2 separate regions of the Zea mays genome follow, and region 1 is linked to region 2. A link is a contact called in public Hi-C data. All regions are on one chromosome and are shown on one strand. The core of a region is the stretch at or near the end of the contact, and the rest is flanking DNA. Distances in the headings are between cores, read along the strand shown.

What was found. A called contact is a pair of places that touch in the nucleus more often than the background predicts.
Region 1: a Hi-C map of ear shows a contact between it and region 2, with 5 times the contacts expected there. The contact joins the promoter of LOC100384532 here to the promoter of LOC103632770 in region 2. A contact is called at or near these places in 3 of 25 Hi-C or Micro-C datasets (ear, leaf and tassel).

Annotation. Positions count from the first base shown.
Region 1 is chr7:121,744,581-121,748,870 of Zm-B73-REFERENCE-NAM-5.0, forward strand. LOC100384532 reads left to right here and starts at 1,701. Exons shown (of 4, transcript NM_001320474.1): 1 at 1,701-2,251; 2 at 2,580-2,650; 3 at 2,778-2,949; 4 at 3,033-3,517. The coding sequence starts at 1,898. The coding sequence ends at 3,227.
Region 2 is chr7:121,292,699-121,297,260 of Zm-B73-REFERENCE-NAM-5.0, forward strand. LOC103632770 (kinesin-like protein KIN-7I) reads right to left here and starts at 2,075. Exons shown (of 31, transcript XM_020540943.3): 1 at 1,816-2,075; 2 at 1,585-1,674. The coding sequence starts at 1,942.

The DNA of each region.
Region 1 (4,290 bases), core at 451-2,950, 450 kb after region 2:
CACAGGGGCCCACCCGTCAGAGGGGGATAAGGGGAACCATCTTGTTAGGGAAAAGATCCCCGGTCCCTAGAGCCCACCGGTCAACGAGGGCGTTGGGAAGAGGCCTCTGGAAACTAGGGCCCATCAGTTAGCAGGAGGAGGAAGGAAATGTTTGCCCTGGAAGCACCCACCCCCCGGACGAACCATGAGGCACCGAGCCCAGGGTCGGGCGTGGCAGAGCTAGAAAAAGGGATTGGGCATACTAAAGGGAAACCACTCGGTGGATCCTCATCTGGCCCGAGACTGACCCGCCGTAGTGACCGTCCGCATTAACTACGCATGGCGCCGAGTCGTGACAGAGGAGCCGGTCCGCGTCCCACTCATGACATACGAGCCCCTCGGGCTACAGCGTACTTATGACCTACAAACCCTTCGGACTGCAGCGCATTTATCAACCCCGCGTCCTCGGCTTGCGGCACACTCATGACTTATTAGGACTAGGCCTAAGTGTGCAGGCCGCCTACAGGGCACATCGATATGAGTCATGCTGAGATCTAGGCTACGAAGATCAGGGGTCGGCGTAGCTTGAGGCGATAATAATGACACCTGAGCCCCACGCTGCCAACACCGTTCGCCATAAAGTACACAAGACGACCAAACGGCCTAGATGCTCATGGACACATGCGACTTCACCAGGGTAAAACACTCGATTTTACCATCGCCTAGTGACTCCTCCTCGAGGAAGCCACCGACAGGCCGACCCCCTCCTTGGCCTATAAAAGGAGGAGGACGACCATGGACCCGAAGAAGGGAGGACGACCATGGAGCCGACGAAAGGAGGGAGGACAAACTGATGAAAGGAGGGAGGACGCATCAACAAGGACCGGGAGCGAAGACCCGAAGCCCCGCTGCCAAGCCAAGGCTTAGTTAGGACCCTAGCTCTGTAGCCCTTAGCTCCACCTCGTCCGCACAAGAGACTTGGGAGTTTCTTCTCCCTCTCTCGCCTGCTTGTAACCCTACTACGAGCATTGTAGGGATGTTCCACCCAAACCAGTATAAATCTTACGTCCACCACGTATACCGTCCGGAGCCCAGAACGTGCACACAAATTTACTTGTCGGAGCTAGGTTTGAAACACCGACAAATAGTATTTTAGGTTAAAAGATGTTTAGAATATATCCAGAAAGTCGGTAATTTAAGCTATAATTTCACCAATAATACAATATTTTTGGGTCTAAACACTTTGATTTGGATCAAAGTTTTTGGCTGGCGCGTGGCTGGAGTCTCACTCTTCTCTTTTTATGTGCTGCAACTAAAATATTGTCTAGAAACAATTATAGTTGTCTCCTGTAAACTCTGGTTTTGAAAAAAGTATTTTTCTCAACATCGTCTGACATGGCAATGGACTTAGGCTGTCTACAGCAGCTTATCCACTCTATCTGTTATCATATGTTTTATTTAAAACATCATTCTATAAACCATGCTATAAACAACACGAAAGAATATTTTATATGCTCATATACATACATACTAGAGACAGCCTTGCTAAAGCTTGTCAAGAGTCAAGTCAAGCAATGAAAAAAAAGGCGTCAAACAAATTTGCCGAAACTATGGGCACCAAAGAGGAAGACAAACAGTCACAACCAATCACCGGCGCCAAAACATGCAGCGCAGCTTCATGCCTTCATGGCCTCATGGTCCTGCTGGATATGGCGGAAAAACTGCTGGCGGCCGTTGCAATTGCAGCCACATTCAACTCAGGCTCCAGGCCGCTGCAACCCAAGCCGCCAGCAGCCTGCCCCTCCTCTCCGACTCCAAACCAATCCAATGGCCCTCCGCCCCCCGCTGTCTCACCTCACGCGCTCTCTGCCCTGGCCTGCCCCCAGCATGACGCGATGCTCCGCACTGCGTCGGATACATGGACGATATTGCTGGGGAGCGGGGGAGGAAAGGAGACGACTCTTCCCGTGCCGTGCTGACGCCACCACGCGGCCCCGGTCTCCTCTCGCCCTCCTCTCCGTCTAGATCTGATCCTATCCCCTCCCCACCCTCCGCCGCCGTCCTCGCCCTCCCGGCCGCAGCCACGAGCCCGAGCGCCGGGCTCCTGGCCTCGTCTCGCCTCACCGGCGAGATGGACGGCGGCGGGGAGACGCTGCTGGTGCGGAGGAGCAAGGGCAAGAAGAGGCGGCAGCCGGCGGCGCCCGCGGAGAGGGGCTCCGGCAGCGGGGACAGGTTCCGCGCGCTCTGGCGGGACTACCACGACCTGCTGCAGGTGAGTCAGTGAGTGTCGCCGATCGATTCTTGCTCCGCCCACTAATCTCTTCGCCCTTTCTAGTTTTCGTGCAGCTCTCTTGTTTCGACCTGTTCTTAAATGGATGATTCAGCGCCGGCTTGATTGCTGAATTCCTCGTGCTATCCCCACTTGTTCCGGTTGCTAGTACTCGTATTATGTTTGTGCTTGGCTGTTTGATTCTTTGCTGCCGTGGGACGGGGTCACGGGGATTCAAGAATTCCATCCAATAGCATGGCTAAAACCAACAATTAAGTATACCTGTGATTAGACTTGGAAGCTGATACAATACAATACAACATTGATGCAGGAGACCGAGGCAAAGAAGAGGAGGCTGGCGAGCAAGAAGCGAAGAAGCCTCGCCCTGCTTGCTGAAGTCAAGTATGGCAGTTCTCCGGCTCTTGCTTTGTGGCTCCATGTTACTACTAGTATCATCTTCTTATTCTTCATGCTGGCATTATTACTGCTTTTCAGCTTCACTAACTGTGTAGCTGCTTTTTGTTGCAAGGTTCTTGCGAAGGAAGTATCAGTCCTTTCCGAAGGGTGGCTCGCAGCAGACACATTACAGGTTGAAGAAGCAGGCTCGGTACATGCCATCCCCATTGGGCCATGGTGCAGGGACCGAAGTGCCTTCTACCAGCAGAAACCCAAACCTTGACTTAAATCAAGATTCTGTCCTGGTAAGTGTGGAGTTCATGAACTAAAATAAACTGTATAAGGGAAGTGTTTTTTTTGTCAGCTAAAAGGGCCTTCTTGTCTGCAGAACGATGTGGGGAATGATTGCCAGGGGCAACATGGCCATCCAGAAGTTGAAAAGTTAGATCAGGTCGAGGTGAATGAAGATACGATGACACCTGATGTCAAATTATCAGTTTGTAGGGATACAGGAGAGTACTCTCCTGTAAGTGAAGGTAAGAGGGCGGTTCCATGGCAAGACCGGTTCGCGTTGAAGACCTAGGCCCTCAGTTGATGTGGCTAAGAAATAAGCTGCTTCTCTGACAGCTAGTTTTGCTACTGTATCCCTCAAATGCTCAGTAGTGCTCTGTACAGAAACAATGGGACATGATACTTATATGCATGTTACATTGCCTGATTGACAAACTCAGATGTTTGTAGCATGCTTCTAAGCAAGTTAGACAAGTGAGTTGTGATTCTATGAATGGTTCTGTCCAGAATTTGGATTGGCCCATTTGATTTTGCCTTTGTGCATCGAATGTTTCTTCAATCAGCAAGATCATGAATTCTGTGAATTGCAAGTTTGGAGGGTTAAATTTCTGGTTTCATAGTTTAGGTTTCAAATAGCCTCTTTAGCAATGATCATAAGGACAAGTATAACTATTGATTGGTTTTTGGTTTTGAGTTGCAAGTTTATGGTTTGTTTGTCTGGGTGAAAGGGTGCATTGTAAGTTAGGGTGTTGCATAATGAAAATTCGAGTGTACCATGGTCAAGCGGCCTGTAGATTCGTCTCAAGGAATATTAGTTTTTTTATATAGTCTCAAGGAATATATGTAGCCTTTAGCAATTACCATGAACTAGTTTGAAGGGTTAAATATCTCGTAAACCAAATTTCTATGATAAAATAATAATGTTAAAAATTACATAGTGATGATTCGGAAAAATATTAATACATTCTTCATTTATTATATTTCTATTTGATGTCACATTTTTTTAGAATTTGCTCTATAATTTTGGTCAAACTCAAGATACTTGACTCTTCAATAAAGTTAAAAGAATTTATAATTTAAAACGGATTCTAATGTCCAAATAGGCTCTTTATTCTTCATCAAATTATTGGCGAGAGGCGATAGCAGGGGAGGGAAGTTTAGGTGGAGTGTCAAGCAGGTGCTGTTTGGTTCACATATTTGTTTTGTGAACGGTAACCGATAACGTTAAATCATGTTTATTAAAGTCTAGCGTAATCAGATACCATATTAGAAACTGATATCATCATATTCAAACTTGTTACCGCTGTAATCAAGCACAGAAAAAAATTAAACTATGGCGGCTCAAGGATCAAACC
Region 2 (4,562 bases), core at 825-3,324:
GCTAATAGCTAAACTATTAGCTAGACTGTTCGAATGTCTTCAGCTAATTTTAGCAGCTAGCTATTAGTTTTAGTGCATTCAAACACCCCTAGCCTGACACAGGCACACAGTATACCGTTAAAATGCAAATGGACCCAACTTGTTTGCCCAAGGAAACGGTACCAACAACCGAGTTATTTGAATTTGTAACATTCTCGTCGCGCGGCTTCACCGCTTTATTACTCTGCAGCCGTGCTTCGCCAGTTTGGTATTATGGAGGAAACACCCGCGCCCAGTTTGGTACTGTTAATCTACCGGCCTCTTTAACCTTCCCTTAGCTACGGTAAAAGTCAATTTTGCCCCTCGCTGTAACGACGACGCTCTGGCATGAGCGTCCGGTGTGAGCCCCTAGATGTTGATACCGGTCTCACCATCAGCTCCTGCAGTTGGCACTTGTCCATGGTGAGCACTCCCTGACCATCAGCATCTGTCAGGTCCAATCTCTCGAGCGTCATGTGATCAGCAATGATCGGCTGCAGCAAGTAATGCCTCGCGGCGGCCGCAATCAATGAGTTGATTGACCAAATCACTCGCAGCTTAAACCCCCCATTTGTGTAGAACGACTCAGGGATGCTTCCTGAATCGTCACATTCATCAGGCTCGATGTGGCCACCGTCAACAGAGGGAGCGGCGCTCGCACTATCTGAGCCAGCTGAGGAGGGGGAGGGCGACGGCGAGGCTGAGGATGCTCCAAGGATGACGCAGCTGCCCAGTGTGGACCCGAAGCGGAGGATGCCGGAAAGCCGGAGGCGGAGTTGGCGGGTGAGGATCTGACCAAGCGCCTGGATGGGCTTCACGATGCCGCCGAGCACGATGCGCGCAATCTGTGAGAAGACCCCGCGGGCGCGCACGGACGCCGTAGGAGAGGACGGCGTCGACGAGGAGGACGGGGGCTCGTCGGGGATAACGCAGTCGACGCGGACGAGGACGGAGTCGACAAGGGGCACGAGCTCGTGGAAGCGGCGGGAGACGAGGGAGCAGCGGCCGAGCGCCTTGACGTCGCCGATGCGGTTGAAGATGACGAGGAGGAGCGCGTCCGGGAGGCGGTCGAATTGGTCGTCACCAGCGGCCCCCGAGAGCCAGCGCTCGTCGCCGCCGAGGTCGCACCGTCAGCGGCGGGATCCCGCGGGATCTTCGGACATCGGCGGCGGGGGGCAGACTGGATCTGAAGGGGAATGCAGGGAGGGAGGCGTGGGAGACGTGGGCACGCGCCGAGGAGCGCACAGAGTGAACGAGTTATGTGGCCGCGCGGAATGCAGACGGCGGCGCGGGCAAGTCTCCGGCGCGGGCGAGTCTCCCGTCTGTTCTCTCTCGCGGCTAGGGGTAGATTAGTACACAGGTGTACACAAGCTTCATCAAGCGCAACAAAACAGACGCATATAGAGCGCGGGACATTAACAATACCAAACTGGCGCGGGTGTTTCCTCCATAATACCAAACTAGCGAAGCACGGCTGCGGAGTAATAAAGTGGCGAAGCCGCGCGACGAGAATGTTACAAATTCAAATAACTCACCAACAACCAGAGCCAAAAGAGATGAGATTACCATTGAACCCTCGGACCACGTTATCGACGATGTGCTTGATGCGGGCCTGGTAGACCTCGGCAGTGCGGCACTCCTCGCCGAATATCCTGTCTGCGATAACGAAGGCGAGCGCAACAAATCAGGAGACCCAGCAATCCCAACAAATCAGGAGACCCAGCAAGGCAGCAATCCCAAGCGGCCGGAAGGCGAAGCTAATGCGGGGCGAAAGGGCGGATGCCGGAGAGTTCGTACCGAACTCGAAGCGGGAGGAGGACTGCGCGGAGTGAGCGATTGCGTTGCCCGAGATCTTCCACGGGCTGCTCCGCGAGTCCTCCGGGGAGAGCGGCCGCGAGCGCACCGCTACGTGGATCCGCTCCATAGACGTGCGCCACAGGCCCTGAGCCTCCGGGAGGAAGGGGGCAGAGGTGCGGTTCGGCCGGAGTCTGGTACTGCGGTGAGGAGACTCTGCGGTGAGATAGGTTTCGTTTTTGGTTTTCCCGCTGCTGAAACCCGAGAATTTGGGCGGGTTCCCCTGACTCCCTCGAAACTCCAATCCGGAGGAGATTGAGCGGGAAACTAGTTCGTTTCTTTTCAAATCTCCTTCAATTATAAAAGAAATTTGAGTTTTTAAACTAGTCCGAAGCTGGATGAATTCAGTCCGCGAAATAAAAATGTCTGCTTACGAACACCTAGGGCATGTTTGGTTTTTAGATACTAATGTTTAATCTCTCTGTTTTTGTTTTAATTTAGTCTTTAAATTATTAAATATAGAAACTGAAATAGAGTTTTAGTTTATGTATTTGGTAATTTAAAATTAAAATAGAATAAAATAGAGGGACTTAAAAATTATTCACTAGAAATCAAACACCCTCTAAGACTGTACACTAGACCATGGCACAACTATACCCTCGCCTCCCCCTCTGCAGCCCGACCGTGCTCTCGCTTCATAGTTCGACTGTGCTCTCCCCTGCCAACGACGCCCATCTTCCTCGTGTCGCCTCTCCTCCGCGCTCCCGACCCCGTTAACCATGCACGCACTCCCCGATTTTCCGCTACACGCACACTGATTTGACAATGGCGATCCTGAACCTTGAACCCCAAACTCTGAACCCCAGGGTTCGAGACTCGTCAATTTATATTATGTGGCATCGTACGGGCATATACCTAGTATCTGTATATACCATTATATAATCAACTAGCTTAAACTTTACATAATCCACCAGACCGAACCACCTTCACAACCATAGCCTCCACTAAATCAATCAAGCAAATTATACTCAGACTTAGGGCGTGTTTGGCATTGCTCTGCTCCACTTCAGAGCAGCTCTACTCTAAAACTCTGGGTGCAACAGCTCTGATCCAAAGTTTAGATTGCTATCTCATAACCAGTGGCAGTGGCGGGTAAATAACTTCAAACTCCATGTCTAGGTTGTTTTTAGAGTTTTCGGAGCAGCAAAGGAGGTACTCTAAAATTTGTACTAGAACTCTAAAAACTCTATAGAGTTTACAACTCTGGAGTTAGTGTGTTTGGCAGATTCTGGCTAGCTCCTCTTTGGAGTTCTGCTCTGGAGCCATGTCAAACATGCCCTTAACACATCATTAAAATCAACATTTCAGATCACTGAATCACGTATCTCCCTTGTTCACTCAAATCCAATGGATAATATTTTTTGGATCATCTCTCCCCTTCCCCTCTCACTCCCCTGTGATACCGTTGTCTCCAGCCTTTCCTCCATCATGTTCCTGTTGTCCCCTCTTCTAGTCTCATGACAAATTATAGTATTTGAGCATACATTAGCGTCAGGGAAAAGATCCCCGGGCCTCTGGGCCCGCCAGTCATATTGTAAGGAAAATGGACCCTGGGACATTTGGCTAAATGAGTTTTGGTGTTTGATGATTAACACAATCTGTGAACTAATGTGTTTGCTAGTGTTTGTGTTTGTAGTTCACAGGATGCTAGAAATACTTGGACCAAGGAATTGAGGAAAGCAACACCTCAAAAGAAGACATTAAGAAGATCAAAGAAAAGTCTAGGAAGAAAGAAGATGTGTTGCCACAGGCGGACTGTCCGGTCGAGGGCACCTGACTGTCCGGTGCCACACGCCGCACTGTCCGGTGCACCAGGAACTGCAGCCCTAACAGCTAGTTCCAGGTGGCACCCGGAGGGAAGACCACCTGACTGTCCGGTGTGAAGTCTAGATTGTCCGGTGTAAAAAGATTTGTGCGCCAACGGTCACCTGCTCTGACAGACTAACGGCTAGGCGCACCGGATGGTTCGGTGACCCCACCGGACGGTCCGGTGCACCACAGAAAGCAGCAGCTTTCCTCCAACGGCTAGTTTTTGTGTTAGGGGCTATAAATACACCCCCGACCGGCCATTTCCATGTGTGGGAGCCCAAGAGACATACCAAGGCATATAGTAGACATTCCCAAGTGCTCTTACACCCAAGTGCTTAATAGAATCACTCGGTGATTAGCGTAGGTGCTTTGCGAAGTGCTTAGGTTAGTTAGACCGCTCTAGCGCTTGCTCTAGGTGAATCCTAGTTAGTTGAGTGAGTTTAGATAAACCACCAACCCCTCGGCTCTTGCGCGAGCCATTGTAATTGTACCGAGTGGGGCGAGAGTCTTGCAAGACCGTGACAACCGCGTTTGTGTCACAGCCGCCACCGTGTACCAGAGGGAACGAGGCCCGCAACGTTTCGGCCGGAAGCTCGATAGTGGAGACGGCGGAGAGCGTCCGAGAGGAGCCAGAAGCGGAGCACCACTTACGCGTGGAGAAGGCTCGCGACTCTCTACGGAGTTACTCGACCGAGGTGCTTGGCCCTCGCGTGGGCTTCCCTTTGCGTAGGGGCACCAACGAGGATTAGTCGGGACCTTGCGCGGTTTTGGATACCTCGGTAAAAATACCGGCGTCATCCACGAGAGTTTGCATCTCTACCTTGCCCTTTATGTTTCCACATTTATATTAAGCATTTAAGTTTCAATCTTGTATTCATACT